Linked DNA regions of Columba livia: region 2 is linked to region 1. The links are chromatin contacts, called in public Hi-C maps. All regions are on one chromosome and are shown on one strand. The core of a region is the stretch at or near the end of the contact, and the rest is flanking DNA. Distances in the headings are between cores, read along the strand shown. Region 1 overlaps TSPAN12 (tetraspanin 12). Region 2 overlaps CPED1 (cadherin like and PC-esterase domain containing 1).

What was found. Hi-C and Micro-C count contacts between places; a contact is called where the count stands out from the background.
Region 2: a Hi-C map of liver shows a contact between it and region 1, with 2.5 times the contacts expected there. The contact joins two enhancer-like sites. A contact is called at or near these places in 2 of 2 Hi-C or Micro-C datasets (crop and liver).

The regions. Positions count from the first base shown.
Region 1 is chr1:186,940,857-186,945,001 of bColLiv1.pat.W.v2, reverse strand. It overlaps TSPAN12 (tetraspanin 12), which reads left to right. Exons shown (of 9, transcript XM_065048823.1): 4 at 754-836; 5 at 1,483-1,618. Among named protein-coding and RNA genes, the nearest start is that of TSPAN12, 16 kb to the left of the region's middle. Within about 2 kb of position 1,916, at least 2 of the 3 cell types and tissues checked have an H3K27ac peak away from gene starts, as active enhancers do.
Region 2 is chr1:187,061,948-187,066,092 of bColLiv1.pat.W.v2, reverse strand. It overlaps CPED1 (cadherin like and PC-esterase domain containing 1), which reads right to left. Exons shown (of 23, transcript XM_005507728.3): 6 at 1,407-1,566. Among named protein-coding and RNA genes, the nearest start is that of CPED1, 49 kb to the right of the region's middle. Within about 2 kb of position 1,937, at least 1 of the 3 cell types and tissues checked has an H3K27ac peak away from gene starts, as active enhancers do.

The DNA.
Region 1 (4,145 bases), core at 667-3,166:
GGCTCAGCTGACAGAAATCCAGGTCTGCTGAGGTGCTAGCAATTTTAGGTGGGTTCGGCCTCAGAGGCTTGCTTGCTGTAGGAGGAGTCCTGGTGAAACTGTAGTAGCTTTATGCCACTTAAGTGTCTGGTGGGTTAAGTACCCAGAAGCTTTGATGATTTGGGATTTATGAAGGGCAGTGAGTTTTATTGTCCTTTATGAAACTGAGGCATAGTGTCCATGGTGCGACTTTATCTGGTGAGTGAGAGAACCAGATTCTTCTAAACTTGACCTGTAGATAAATCTCCTGTGTGTCAGTGTATCAGTACTGTTGTATCCATTATGGGGCTTCAGATTATTCTTCACTGGTTACATACCTGACTAAGGCTTCATGGTTTTTTACAGACTGATGGATATCGCCTGTGAGCCTTGAAAGAGTCACTGACTTTAGCAGTATAAAGCCTTCCTGTTGTTTCTGTGGTGCATTGTGCAGTGGTGGGGCTTGAGCCAGCAGTGGCATCACTGAGTGAAAGAGAAGGTATTCCAGGCATCAGTTATGTATACCAGAAGAGAAGATTACTGTCACTGGCTCCATAAACCCCTGGGCAACAAACCAACTCTAAGCATATAGAAGTACAGTTTTGGGGACAGTATGCTGTTCAGATAAACGAATGCATGAGAGATGTTACTGATGATTTACCCTCTACTTAAATTATGAATCATTTTGCAATTTTTAAAAAACGCATGATAAATAACTTCATCTTTTCTTTTTAGTTGATGTCCATCAGCGTATTAGGTGTTTCTGCTTGGATGAGAGACTACCTGAATAATGTTCTCACTCTGACCGCAGAAACGAGGTAAAGCTTTCCTTCAACCTATTAATCCGTGTGGGTGACTGATTGTGGTAGATGTCATTCATTCTTATGGCAAGTTTCCTAATTATGATTTCTAGAATTAAGAAGTCTTCAGTTGAGCTAATTATTGTTTTGTTAAAAGGTGTATTTTTGCAACCATTTCTGGCATCAGTTGAAATTAGAAAAGGGGGAAAGATATGTATTCAGTCTTGTTTTATTTCTGTGCCTTTCTCTTCTGACAGGAATCAATTTTTGGCCCTTTGCCAACATGTAACCATATTATATTACTGTTTGGTTTTGAATACTTTATTCAGTCCAGAGATTTAGGAATGCTGTTAGTTTTATTACAGCAGTGCTTATGAGCTCTAGTGATGGAACAGGGCCTCATTGTGCTACATACTGTGCAAGTGCAAGACAGGAGATCGCTTTCACCCCAAAGAGATTTCAGATGATGCATTGCTTTTTGGTACCTGAGTGTAGCATTTGACTTTAAAACTACATAGAAGAGATTTCTGTGAAACATGTAAGGCACTGGAAATAACACATCTGCTAATCCACTGTTTTTGTTTTAATAGCTATATTATGTTTTTCTTCTGTCACTTTTGTGTGATTAGGCTTTTTATTTTTTTATGGTTCTGATTGGTTTTAGGGTGGAGGAGGCTGTCATTTTGACTTACTTTCCTGTGGTCCACCCAGTCATGATTGCAGTCTGCTGTTTCCTCATCATAGTTGGAATGCTGGGCTACTGCGGAACAGTCAAAAGAAATCTGTTGCTCCTTGTCTGGGTACGTTTCATAACCTCTAAAACCAGCTAACTTCTGCTTTGCTTCAACAGTGTAAGAAAAGTTTTAATCCACAGGCACTAGATAAATACTGATTATTTTTTATTACCGTGTTGAGTTATGATATCAGTGAGGAATTGTAATTGCAGAGCACACAGTAGGAAATAATTTATTGCCTAGACTGCATTATGCTGTGACTGAAAGACAAGCAGTGTCTCATTTGCAAAAATCCACTTCATTTAGTAGAAGACTTGCTGAAGGGACAAATAACTCAAACTCTTAAGTACTGATAATTATAGGAACCCAAGTCTGAGCGCTCTGAAATAAACCCTTATGCTACCCTTTTGCCTCTTGGCTGTGCAATAGCTAAATAACCTAGGCTTTGCTTTATCCCCACAGTTTGTGTGTGTAAAGTAACACCATTTGTAGCTGATGAAAGCGAATTCTGAGTGCATTCAGAAGCTTTACCTTCTCTTATGTGGATGTGGAATTTTGCAGTTGCATTTGGTTGTGAGCAAATTTAAAACTAAATTCGAAGTATCCAGCTTTTTTCTTTCTTTGGAGGCTACATAACTGAGCCAACAGCAGCTGAAAAGCGATAGGCTCTGCTGTACAAGGCTCTATGTACCATTTAACTATGGTGAGGCTTTGGTTGTCAAAGAAGCCAAATACCTTTTTCGTCTGGAAGTCAGTGAGTTTGAGTACAATAAAAACAAACAAACAAATAACCAAACCCCATCAATCATGCACAAATTTCAAAGGTTTAGAGTTTAAAAATATTTAGACCATTGACAACACTGAGGCCAAGCACAGTGCCGTTACCTGTGTGCTGCTTGGAAGTGTAGCTGGTTCCCTCTGTAGAGTTGGGCTTTGTCTTGTAACGTGATGATGAGCAGGATTCCAAGTAGTCTGTAAGCCCAAGAGAGTGGGAGCAATAGATGTGAAAGAGGCGCATCAGACTTGTCTGCCGTAATTGCAGTAGGAGAAGGTGGATGGGTAAAATCCTTCAGCTCCTGAGAATATTCAGGAGTCTTAAACAAATAAAGTTGGGCTCCTGCTGTTTTTTTCAATGCAGTGTGTGTTGGCTTCTCCCAAAGTGCCTATGGTTGCTTTTTGCTTGTGAATCTGTGAAGGCTTAAGTACTTGTTATCTGGACTTCACAAATTTTGCACAAAATGACCCATAAAAAAAGTGAGCAGTTGGCTGAGATTTATGCAACCTTCACTTTTATCTAATAGGAAATACTCTAACTGCAGTGAAAACAGTTGGGAAGCTGGGCTGGGGTTTTGTGTTAAAATGTCTTTTTTAATTTGAGAGGGTTGGAGTAAGCTTTATTTGAGATATCCAGCTGAAAGTCTGCAGCAGAGGTGTTCCTCAATTGCAAGAGAGCAGACACCGTTTCTCCTTTTGGGTATTTGTTAAGCTTGTATGCAGTACAAAGGTTGTTGTGTCAAAGCTGTATAGTTAGGAAAGACTCTCATTTAAATCTGAATACTTTATAGTGATATAATAGTCATGCATTTTTTTATTTCTACACCTTAAACTCGCGATGTTAAATTCAGTGGGAACAAGTTCTAAGTTACTATGTTACTTAGTTATGAGCACTTGTATAAGAATAATGCATTAATGTAATTTTGTGCCATATGATTATTTATCTAATAATCTTTCTTACATACTAGGAAAGGGCTTTGTACATATTTTTGTTTTATGTAAATAGTGAGAGTATTAAGAGATGTTAACCTTAGTGTAAGAACTAAGGGCTTAACAAGTTTATGAGATTATTTTCATAAAGTGTTTATTTTATAGTGGTGATAGCTTTTAATGTGAATTAAAATTAATTAAAAGGCAAAAGCAACTGTATGATATAGACCAATGCTACACAGTGTCTGAAAAAAAGTTGTTATTTTTGGTATAAGCCTTGAAAAAACTTATAACTGATTAAAAAGAAAAAAGTTAAAACTGGCTTTGGCATTCAGTTTATTTAAACTGCCAGTGAAAAGAAGAAATCTTTTATAGCATTTAATTCCATCTAGACATAAATAATTCAAGTGTGTTTAGGCAGTCAAATTATACCAAATCAAAACAAGGCATTTCTATCATTTTAAGTTGCAATATTTCATTTTCAGGAGCCTGAGAATTTGCTTTTGCTAAGCACACTGAAAAGCAAAACTAAATGATATCTTCCTAAATATGTCACTGTCTCTGATTAATTGTTAAATGAATGCAGTTGTGTTACACCACATAAATATGCAGACCTACGTCAATGCTTCATTCATCAGACTAATTAGAAAAGTGATGGATCAACAAAATGAGCTTTTGTACAACCAGATGAACTAAAAGAAAAGAACCTTCATGTAAAACATTAACACTCTCTTCAATCATGCTTTTAATCTTCTTTTTGAAGTACATGAACAGCCATAATGATGGCATGCAGAGATGTTTGGATACATATCTTGACAGTCCTGGCAGCATGCTAATGTCGCTAATTGAATTGTGTTTTTTAAAAAAGATCTAATAAAGCATAAGGACC
Region 2 (4,145 bases), core at 688-3,187, 120 kb before region 1:
ATAATGAAATAGTAATAGTGGAAACAGGAAATTGGCTTTTTTTTCCCCTCAAGTTAAACAACACAGTAGATGAAACCAAGCAGGCTGGAACAAAGCTGTATGTCAAGTCTTTTTATTGCTTTCACTATTTTAAAATTTGAATTTCCATACATAGAATGTAACTGTTAGGAGGGAGTTACATTTGAGAGTACATATGGGTAAATGCACTGTGGACACGTTGTAGTTGTTGCAAACCCAGGACATCCAGAGTAAAGGCAAAAACATTAAAGAAATCCAAGCAGTTTAAGTAACAAAGGTGCATAGCTGAAGTGCCCAAATTTAACACTGATTTGTGGTGAATTCAGGAAAAAAAAAAAAAAGCCAAACCAAAACAACAACAAAAAAAAACGAACTATGGAAAGACTGCACTATTGTTAGCACTTCCTTCAATGTAATACAGGAACAAAATCATGTGGCACTTCATGCTTTCTCTAATGAAAGCCATGAACTATGACTCCAAATATTATGAGTGACTATGACACCTATAAATAACCCAGAACAAATCAACTAAACATAAAATAATTATGCAAGGTACCTTTGTCTAGGAAGTGGCATGGCTCTCTAGATACTGGCCTACAGCTCCCATAGTCCACACAAAAAGAATCAGACATTGAAACAGAACAGGAAAAAAAAAATCTGCTATATAAAAGCTTATTACCTGGGGAAATCTGAGCTATACTTGGGCTAATCACAAAAATGTGATTGCTATTCTGCTTGATAAAATCTCTGAGTTTCAACCTGCCCTCTAATAAATGCAATGACAAGATGACTATACAAACTATGGGTCTCTAAGACAGATTACTGGTAAAAAGACACAGGGCTGTCCTACCATTTCTATGTAATCTTTGGCAATATGCAGCCTTTACAGACCTCAGTTTTGCTTCCTGTTAAGAGAGTCTAAAGAGACCTTTTTCTCCTCTCTGCAGAACAGTAGGGCCTCAGATCATAATATTTGTGAGATAATGTAACATAGGAAACAGCACTTGGAGAGCCAGTTCTCACATATTTCTTAGTTTTTCACTTCAGGGAGGGTCTCTGTGTAAAGAACTACGTATGTGTGCCTGTAGTAGGGACAATGCAGGGATGGGAGCAGCTGCTACAAGACCTAAACATTCAGGGGTGTCTCTGGGTCTGTATTTATCTGCCTAGATGTTTCAATACCCTCGACATAAAGACTTAGCTGTTCACACACAAAAACATTGAAGCTTGGCTAGTACAGAAATAAACATTGTGCAAGAATAAGAGATGCAAGACATCCAAGTGCTCCACTTGCTGCATTCTTGCTACATTCTGTGTCCCTGACTCCCAACCAAAACCATAACGAAGCACTTGCAGTTTCTGAGGGTGGGGTTTCATTTTTGTCTTACAGCTGTGCGCTCCTGCTCTGCTCCCACCAGGACTGCAGATGATGGGCCGTACGTGTCTTCTCAGCGCTTTCACTGCCCTGGGACATGTTGCCTGTAACGCTGGCCCTTGACAGCCCAGGCTGACCGGAGCACTCTGGGGTGACGACTGGGAGCTGCAGGCCTGAAAAAGTGCCGAGAGGATGATAAAGTCAGCAAAGCATTGGAAGCAGCAGTGGACCCCTGCTGTTAAAGATAATAGGTGTAAAACACAATGGGCAGAGAGAAACTACCAGCATCAGGTGAAAATGTAAAATAACAAATGCTGAGACCATAATCCTTTTTGGGTCTGCTGGCAGAGAGCTTTACACCCACCAAGCACCTCCTGCCAGCTGCAAGCTCAGAGGCTCAACTGCAACTCCTGCTTTAAGAGTGTATGAGTACTGCATAGAAGAAACCATCCCCTTCCCCCTTCTAAATATAAATCCTGTATTTCTAAATGTACGATACCAAAAACTTTGTTTCTCAAATAGCCCTAATTACAGCTAAAAGGGATAAGAAATTTATCTCACTAAGGACCAAGGGACTATGCCACTGTAATCACACAGGCAGCTCAGTAAATAAAAACATATCCTTTTTCCTAGGTTTGCCGTTTAAGGCTACATTTTATAATTACTGAAATCTATAGGAGGCTTAGCTCTGCCACCAAATGCAGAGGGAACAGGACTGATGTACCAGAGTCCTCAAGATTACTGAGGCATGTGACTATTAATACTAATCAAAATATTGTGATGTGAGATCAGTCAATGGGTGGTATGTATTTTCTGCTTTTACTATGCTGCTAAAAAGGCTCAGAGCCCTCACATTATGTCATTATTTCATGTAGGGTGGTTTTCATTAACTCTAAGACAGCTCAGATTTCAAGTTCTTAAGTAACAGTCAGGGAAATGTCAAGTTGTTCACATTATTCCCAAACCTTGTTACTCATCTTTTTAATGACATATTGCACCGTGCTGTTATGAATTTATTTGTATAGCTTCTCTTTTAATGCATGCATTCTCCACTTCGGTGCATGAAATGAAAAATAAAACTGAAGTTGTGTTTCTGGTGATGAGCTGTGAGCAGCCATTCATGGAAAAGTACTACTCATTTTCATACAGATCCTGTTAAAATTACATTGTGATTGTCTGTGTTTATCGACTGTTCATCACATCAGCTCAGTTCAGCCTTCCAAGCTCAACTGGGATCTGAAATTAATTTTCTCCTTCACTTTCCATGCACCATTGAGCAGGATTTAAGGCTTTACTAACCAAAACCAGGCACTTATTAATATAGCACCTCATGTTCAGATTATACTCTCATTGGCATCTTTGAGTTGTGTTATGCATTATAACTGATTTGGACCTTGTAAGTGACTACCTGTTTGGTAGACTACTCTCTCCCTCTTTGGCTCTGCAGTGATAACAGGAACAAACCAGTAAACTCCCACTAAGTCATTTGTTTAGCAGACTTGTTTCTGAATACGCACAGGGAGCAGACCTGCTAAATGAAGTCCTATTTTTTCCATATTCACCCTTTAAAGACACAACACCATTTCACTACGGCAATTTCCACCCTGTAAAGAGACAATGGCACTCCACCATGGCAATTTGTTACAGTCCCACTGCAACTACAGGTTGTCCTGCCTTAATGGCTCCACCATACAGCTGAAAGGAGCTTCCAGACCAAGCTCCCTATGACACATACAACCTTTTACATTAGGTCATAGCTACCTGACAACATTAACAGACCCATGCAAAGGACAAGAATGGCATATCTTCTCAGCTGATCGGCTGAAAGACAAAATATGTCAAAGGTGCACATTTTTCAGCAATTGCTTTAGTTAAAATGACCCTAATGTTGAGAAAAGAAAATGCACAAACATATTTTTTTTTAATTTAAAAGAAAGCTAATATTTCACTGAAAATAAGAACAGGGCAGCAGAGAAGGGCTGTTCAGCTTGTTACTCGGGAGAATGTAGAACGCATCTTTTTCTTTTTAAAACATGGTTTTAATTGTGTTGCTACAGCAACAAGTAACCAATATGGTATTAATTCACAAGGCAGGGGTTGAAAATAATGAGATGAGGTTTATATCTATGTTTACTCCTCTAAAATGAGAATTTTAGCTAGCTTAAGGAAATGGAAAAGATTGCTTTGACATTAATTCATTTGCCACTACCCAGTGGACCATTTACTAGAGTTGGATATGACAAAACAAAACAAAACAAAACAAAACCAAAACAAAAAGATAGGGACAGATGAAATTTCAGGTGCCCTGAAATTCTCAGGTTACTGGGTAGAATCTCCTTAGTATTGCCCTAAGTCATTGCAAAATGCCTCAACATAAAAAAAAGGAAACCTACAATCTCCTTAAGAGAGAGGTTTAAACAAATACAGGGTGTTGGCAATTAGTATTGAGAACAAAAAAGGAGCAATGCTCATAAATTATTCCTCATGCTAGAGAGCATCCTGTTTGTATGGTGCATTGCACGCTTCTATTGGATCACCAGGTGGCTGGAAGAAGGAGAAAGGAGAGTGAGACTGTCACAATGTGCTTTCTCCTTCAATATGACACACAGCCTGTAGACCACCAGGCAGAGTTAATGAGGGAGTGAAGGTCCCTCACTTTGGTAAATCTACTCCTACTAATCAATTAATACAGTTATCATCATAATAAAGAGATGTCAGTAGCACTGAACTGCAGCACACTCAGCTGCATCAG